Regions from separate parts of the Mus musculus genome. Here region 2 is linked to region 1. A link is a contact called in public promoter capture Hi-C data. All regions are on one chromosome and are shown on one strand. The core of a region is the stretch at or near the end of the contact, and the rest is flanking DNA. Distances in the headings are between cores, read along the strand shown. Region 1 holds the start of Cd59a (CD59a antigen). Region 2 overlaps Cstf3 (cleavage stimulation factor, 3' pre-RNA, subunit 3).

Region 1 (4,038 bases), core at 220-2,719:
CCAGTACAGGGGAATGCCAGGGCCAAGAAGTGGGAGTGGGTGGATAGGGGAGGGGGGGAGAGTGTAGGGGACTTTTGGGATAGCATTTGAAATGTAAATGAAATAAATACCTAATAAAAAAGTGGGGGGGGGGGGAGAAAAGGTTCTGAGAGGGCTAGAGGGATGGAATTACCTGATCCAAGACAACAGGGCAGTCTCAAAATCACTTTGGATGTATCTTGCTTTTTACTTACCAAGGTCTGGAAGCTAAGTGACTTAACATAACCCAGTGTTAGCAGTCTCATGGGCCTTACGGGCTTGGACATGCTGTAGCTAAGCCTACAACAGACCCCAAAAGTCCTTTCTTCAGTTCAAAGCAGTAATTACATCAGCAGCTTAGGACAAAGCAAAACACCATCACAATGGAAAGGCCCCTCCCAGCCACCTGGTGGCTCCATAAGCACTTCAGAGCTCTTGAAATTGCACAGATCTGGACTTCACCTAAAATGGCCTCAGTCTCTTAACAACTTATCTCAGGATCCTAAATCCCTGGCTCATCCCAACTCCCACCCTAAAGTCCATTTGATTTTGTTTTTGTTTTCCTTCTACTTCTTTCAACCCGCCCAGTGAAAAGGGAGGTTTTTCATTTATAGCAAAGTACATGCCAAACGTTTTTCAGCATGGTCAGGGCATAATGAGGTAACTCCTCCTTAGTCTTCCCAGAAGGATAACAGCAAATGTTGTGAGCTCCCTTGATTGTCGTTCTGACGCGGTCATTCTGTGTGTCTGGCCGGAAGGACTGGAGAAAAGGTGCCCTGAGGTGGGTCTCCGGAACATTGGCTGTTTTCCACATTCCAGGAGATCAACCATGAGCTACCTTAGTGCTCACCACTACCCTGTGAAATAAGTCCTTTCCCTTTACTGATGAGAAAATAGGATTTAATAGCTTCCTTTCGACACCTACGAACGAAAAGGAAAGGTTCTTTTCAAAGTCTGCCCTCAGACTGCAAGGTGGCCGGGCCCATGGACCAAAGATATCCACTAGAGCAGCTACAGATTTGGACCTCAGCAAGAACTGCAGTGAGTTCTTCCAAGCTGAGGTTAGCCCTCAGGCCCCGGGAGACCGACTTCACTGAGAGGCCAGGGGTGCCCTGGAGTCAGGCGCTCAGGGAATGCCTAGCTCCAGCAACCGCTGAGTAGGAAGCAGAGTGCAGGCTGCGGCAAGAAATCGCTATAACAAAAAAGGTCAGAGGTACAGGCCTGAGAGAGGCCTCCCGAGGGACAGCCCGGACGCATGCGCTGCCGAAGCACCCCCACCTTCCACCCGAGGCTCCGCTCCAGCCAACTCTGTGCCCTTGCTTACCTGCAATCTTAGAGTCAGCTAGATCCTGCTCTAGACACTTTTCAGATCGCCAGTGACTGTGCTCATGCTCTGACTGCTGACAGTACACAGCAATGCAAACCAAATCCACTGGCCACGCCCAAGAACTGATGGCCACACCCCCACCACACCCCCTGGGCTCCTATGCCTTCTAGTCACTGCCTTTTCCTCTGTCAGAGAGCATTTGGCTGCCAGAACCAGAATCTCTGGAAACCTAGGATACAGGAAAGGCTTGCATTTCCCTCTGATTTCTTACTCCTAACTAACACCCTAAAAGGCTCTTGATTTTCCCTTTCTTTAAAAACAAACAAACAAACAAACAAACAAAACCACAATGTTTTTGTGCCCATGTTTGCTAGTGCCCAGAACTATCTCTTGACAAATCATAGATATCTTTCCAGGCCATACATCGTGGCTTGCTCCTACTCTCAGGTCCTGACAGCCTCCAAATACTCTTCAGACACAAATGCCATCTATTTTGTTTGGAATGAAGACAAAATCCCGTTGGTCATTAGAAACCTTTGTGGACTGGCCAGGGGCCAGAACTACGTGAAGTTGTGATACAGAGGTGCCTTTATCATTTGGAAAGACTCATAAGCAGGAAGGAAGCCAGAGGGGAACAATAATTTTTTTTAAAATATTTATTTACTTATTTATGTAGCTGTCTTCAGACACTCCAGAAGAGGGCATCAGATTTCGTTACGGATAGTTGTGAGCCACCATATGGTTGCTGGGATTTGAACTCAGGACCTTTGGAAGAGCAGTCGACGCTCTTAACTGCTCAGCCATCTCTCCAGCTCCGGGAACAATAATTTTAAAAAGAGTAAACATTCCAAGAGGCTGGCCTCCTAAGGGAACAAGAAATGCTCTGTTGGTTTTTCTTTTTTTAAGTCTTTCTGCCCACAGGAACATTTCCTGGTGGGGCTGTTGTTGTTGTTGTTGTCGTCGTCGTAGTCGTCCTCGTCCTTGTTTGTTTTCACCTGTAGTATCTATCCCCTGGCATGCAGTGAGTCTGTATCTGCTGTGTCCCAAATGACAAAGGAGGTCAGGAACATCCACTCTTTCCCTAGCCTACCAACAATTACAGAGTCTCCGAGCTATAGAAGAAGTACATAAAACACTTGTAGACCAAAACAAATAGGAAGAGTGGGGAGTCACCAGCTAGGATGCCCTAAACAGATTTGTGCTATTTGTCCTCTTGTACAAACTTTGATTTCTAGGATGGGATGGGCACAGAGTACCCTACTGGGCTTGGTCCTGAACCATTTTAAGGACTTTCACCTAGTCTCAGAAGACTCTGGTCCCCACAAACTCACCAACTTTTGCAGGAACAAATGACCCATCTATAAAGCAGCATGGCCTGAGGAGAGGACTTTCCATCTCCCCATCATTTACAGGGTGAAGGCTGTGGTTTTGGAGCCCAGGGCCACCTGGACCAAGCTCTCTATATATCACCACATGGCAATACCTGGTCAAGAAGCTCCCTGTTTGGATGGGACATATTTTGTCAGCAGCCTGGATGTTCCCTGCCCTTAATCCTCTAAAGTAAGGTCGGCCTGGGCCCCCTGCCTTGCTCTCCCCTTCTGCTCCTGAGGAGGATCTCTGTCCCTCTCCTACTCCTGCCATCACTGTCCCTGCCCAGCCAACACAGGCAGAGGGAGAAGCAGCCCCTGACTCTCCTGACTCCACTTACAGTCTACCTGGGCCCCCAGAAGGCCGACTCTACTATGGCCTTACGCCTCGGGGGCATGGGGCCCCAGATGCTCAGGGGAGACAGTTCATGACATAGGTGCCATTCACCAGTAATGATCTTTACAGTTGGAAATTACAGACGGCCCACTTTCAGAAAGACAATCTGTTCTCACAGGTCTTCTGGATTCCATCATGCTGACTCACAAGCCCACCTGGTCAGCAACTGCTCCAGGTCCTCTTCTGGAAATTGGTTCTGGAGCAAATGGGCTGCCCACTCAAGTCCGGGCTGATACTGATGCAGCCTTTCCTTTGACTGGTCCCAATTGTGATTTTAACACTCCTAAAGGTAAGGAGAGGCTCTGGGTCTATTGCCAGATTCTCATGAGATAAGGGGGGTTGAAGAGGCTGCCAGACGGCCCACAAACTTATCTAAGGTAAGCCAAGTGATTCAGGGAAAGAATGAGAGCCCCAGGGAATATCTATAAAGACTTTTTAAAGCCTGTGAGACCTACACTCCTTTTGACCCAGAAGCCAGAGAGCACCATCAGCTATAAACATGGCTTTTGTTAGCCAAACTGCCCTTGACATCTGTTGGAATCTTCAGCGTCTAGACAGTTTGGGGGTAAGCAACTGAATGAGTGAGTAGCCATAGCTGAGAAGATTTTCAGCCACATGGAACCCCCAAGGATCCACAGATCAGAGGACTGGCAAGTGCTGCTTGCTGCCAGGAGCTGCATCTGTCCTGATGAGAGAGAGCTGAAAAACTTAGCTAGCAGAAGGGGCAAAGGTAAGCCCACCCCCACGGAAGGAAAATTCTCTTCTCCATTAGAGAAGGACCAATGTGCCTACTGCAAGGAAGAAGGCCATTGGAACCATGAGTGCCCTAAAAAAAAATCAGAGAGAGAGTCAAAGGTTCCAGAATTAGAGAGACTAGATGACTGAGGTGTTGGGGCTTAACCCCCTCCATGAGCCCTGGGTAATCCTAA
Region 2 (3,656 bases), core at 324-2,823, 510 kb before region 1:
GCCCACACCTCTTAAAAGAGGGGCACTAGAGTGATTCCTTAACAGTTAAGAGCATTTGCTGGTGTTCCAAAGGACCTGGGTTCAGACCTCAGCACACAAATGACAGTTCACAATTGTCTATAACTCTAGTTCCAAAGCACAGGCATAAAGTACATACATGGTGCACATGATATGAGCATGAAAAACACACTAAAAAAAGATATCTAAAAATGAACGAAAAAAGCAGCACCTAGTACCAAGCAGCATGAATACAAATACTATTTCACAAATTGTTTCAAATATTCCTACATACTAAAATGAAAAATTACACTCAAAAGAAATCTACAAATGCTAGCATAATCTCTGGATGCCCTGGAAATCAATATATAGACTAGGTTGGCTGGCCTTGAACTCACAGAGATCCACCTGCCTCTGCCAGGATTTAAGTGCTGGGATAAAGGGCATACGCCAATATATCTGGCACTGCTTCCTTTTATAAGTGAATTATTGAGAAATAATTCAGTCAAGCAACAATCTAGGAAAAAATTTAAAAGTCTTCCTTTTAGAATAAAATTGCCTGTGAGAAATAAACTCTCTTCTTAGAAATAAAATAGCCTTAACTACTGAAAGATATGAATTTACTTAGAAATAATTTTTATTTATATATTTTGTTTTTTGAGTCAGGATCTCACTCTGTAATCAGGCTGGCACTGAAAGCTGGTGAACCTCATGTCTCAGCCTCCAAAGCACTAAGATTACTGGTATGAGCCACCACACTGGCTTGAAGATATTCTAAGACTTCTGTAATCTAAATCAAAATTACCCTTTACTAATCTATAAGAGCTTTATGACTAGTGTTAAGAAAAGTAACTCCAGCCACATATTAAAACAACTAAAATTTGGTAATGGTAACAAATTAATCACTGAACCAATATGGCCCAAAACTATGGAAATATATGGAAAAACACTAATAGAGATAGCATTTTATATCAGAATGGTGATTTCCAGCAAATGTTAAAAAAAAAAAACAAAAAAGCTGGAATCCATTTTATCAAGATAAAGTCAAATTTCCACTTTTTTGTTCACCAAAATAGTTAATCTTTTTATATTATTTTTAAAAAGCCCCAAAAATAAAAACAAGGGTTAAAAATATTGCTTGTGATAAAAACATATGTTTAGATTTGCAAAACCCTGGGGTCCATCTTTAGTACACACACACAGAACTACACAATATTCTGAGATGCATCTTAAGTTTTTCATAAGCTTTTAAATAAAGTTAACTACATCAAGTTTTAAATTAGTATAAGAAAAACAACACACAGGCGGGCATGGGGTACATAACCTCAGAACTCAGAAGGCAAAGGCAAGAGGATCTTTGTAGGCTTTTGAGACCAGCCTGGTCTACAGGGCAAATTCCAAGCCAGTCAAGGATACAGTTAGACCTTGTCTCTAAAATGAAGTTTTCAGAAGGGCGGGTGTGGGAGGGGAGCACATATGAAAGGGCAGTAGCAGCCACTAAGCTTACTAGCATAAAGTCCAGTCAATAATGTGAAAGCCCACTGACTTAAAAAGAAAACAGAGAGAATGCAGCCAGGTAAATAGTTCAATAGCAGAGTGACTGCCTAGAGTAAAGAAAGCCTGTGTTCACCTGGAACCACTGATGGACAAAGGGCAAATAACTTTTTAAAAACCCAAAACAAATGAAATTTATTCAATGGGATAAATGAAATGTCATATAACTAACTAACACTGATATTCTGAAGCAGACCAAACTGACCAAAATCTAACAAGAATATCTGATGCTGATTTCTAGCAACTTAAACTACTATACAACAATATACAAGAAAACAGTCAGCTACTGGCCTAGTGGCTCATATATAAGACTAATAATTTAAATAGCCATGTCTGAATCAGTCAAATTATGAAATTTGGAGTCACTGAAAACAGTTAAGTATAAGTAGTAACACATTACAATCGCCATTTAGGCTGGCAGGGGGCACATATACATAACATATACTTATTAGGACACCATACCCTTAGAACTCTGAATTTTCACTATCCACGTGAGAAATATTTGCTCAATGCGAAGTATATTCTAGGTGTTATTTGAAGGAGTACCTGCACTTGACAAAGTAGAGAATTCTTTCAAAAGGTTTACTACTTGAAAAAACAATCAAAAAAAATTTAGAGGGGCATGGTGGCTCATAATTGCAATGTTAGAACGGAGGAGGTTAAAAAAATGACAATGCGCTCAAGGACAGCCTGTGCTACAAAGAAAGAATTTGCCTCAAAAAAACAACAAAACAAAACCAAGCAGGCTAGAAATGGCTCAGCAATTAAGAGCAACCGCTGCTTTCAGAGGACCCACATTCCAATCCTTCCGATCCTACACCTACAATCACATGCTTCCCAAATTCCTGTAACTCCAGCTCCAGGGGATCTGACAGTCTCTTCTGGCCTCCCTGGGAACATACCAGGCCACAAAACACATAAATATACACAAAGCAATTAAATAACCAAGAAGTGTTGTTTTGAGGTAACTTTAAAACAGTAATTACAGTCAGGCGTGGTTACACACACCTCTAATCCCCAGGACTTGGAAGGCAGATCTATTATAAGCCCCAGGCTTCAGAAGTAAGACCCCATCATGGGGAGTAGAGTGAACGGAAAATAAAAACAAAGACTGGAAGATTTAAAAAAAAAAAAAAAAAAAAAAGTTCCTAAATGGCCTCAAATCATGGGTTAAAAACAGCCTAAAAGTTGGTTCAGTGGTTAGGAGCTCTTGCAACTCTTACAATGGTTCAAATCCCAGCATCCGTATTGAGCCTCACAACAATTTGTAAGTCTACTTTCAGGAGATCCAATGCCTTCTTCTGATCTTCTTACGCACCAGGCATGCCCATAGTGCACAGAGATACATACACCCAGGCAAAACACCCATAACCACACAGCCACAAAAAACAAAACAAACAAAAACACTTAAAATTAAGTAAGAAGTAGGCACTAAGCAGGCTGGCAATATTGCAAACTTGATAACCTATGCTCAATACCTGGAACCCAGAAAAGTTGTCCTGACTTTTATGCACTCACAATTACATACCATTCACGAGCACCACACATACACACAATAATAATAATAATAATAATGATAATGATAATGATAATACTAAAGCACAAATAAAAGAAGGTTAAGGAAATGGTTGTTCAAAGTTTGTCCTGCTTTGCATTCATGAGGACTGGTGTTCAGACCCCAGCACTCACCTCAAAGGAATAGTTAGCTACTTACAACTAACTTCTTGTAACATTAAGCACAGGCATAGTGTGGCTTATGTGTCACACTATGGAACAAAGGAAAACTCCTGTTTCCTAGGATATGCAAAACAGAGACATGGTGTCATAGACATGACAAGTAAAGTCACAGGCCTTTGTGAGGAAGCTACAACTGTTTTTGCTAAATGGGCATAATCTACTTATCAAAACTGCTCTCTAAATAATTATGGTTTTGCCCAAATATTAGTGCTACTGCCAGGTTTGGTCAGAGAAGCTCCTGTTTGAATGAGCAGTAGTTAATTATCACAGACTCAATAGAGACTAAGGCTGCAACTACACAGCTCAACAAAAGAACATGTAGCCTTGAACATGTGGCAAGCACTTCAGAGACAGAAGCAGTTGCGTCT

Evidence for each region. Promoter capture Hi-C pulls out the DNA fragments that hold promoters and counts their contacts.
Region 2: a contact with region 1 is called in a promoter capture Hi-C map of liver, with 4 times the contacts expected there. The contact joins the enhancer-like site here to the promoter of Cd59a in region 1. A contact is called at or near these places in 1 of 39 promoter capture datasets (liver), 12 of 115 datasets of contacts at active chromatin or transcription factors (the NIH/3T3 cell line, the SCID.adh cell line, bone marrow-derived macrophages and 6 more) and 1 of 9 other capture datasets (embryonic stem cells).

The regions. Positions count from the first base shown.
Region 1 is chr2:104,093,232-104,097,269 of GRCm38.p6, reverse strand. It overlaps Cd59a (CD59a antigen), which reads right to left and starts at 1,469. Exons shown (of 4, transcript NM_007652.5): 1 at 1,343-1,469.
Region 2 is chr2:104,603,623-104,607,278 of GRCm38.p6, reverse strand. All of the region lies in intron 1 of Cstf3 (cleavage stimulation factor, 3' pre-RNA, subunit 3), which reads right to left. Among named protein-coding and RNA genes, the nearest start is that of Cstf3, 15 kb to the right of the region's middle. Within about 2 kb of position 1,573, at least 15 of the 459 cell types and tissues checked have an H3K27ac peak or open chromatin away from gene starts, as enhancers often do. A contact at or near this core is called in embryonic stem cells, liver and trophoblast stem cells, where this site is marked.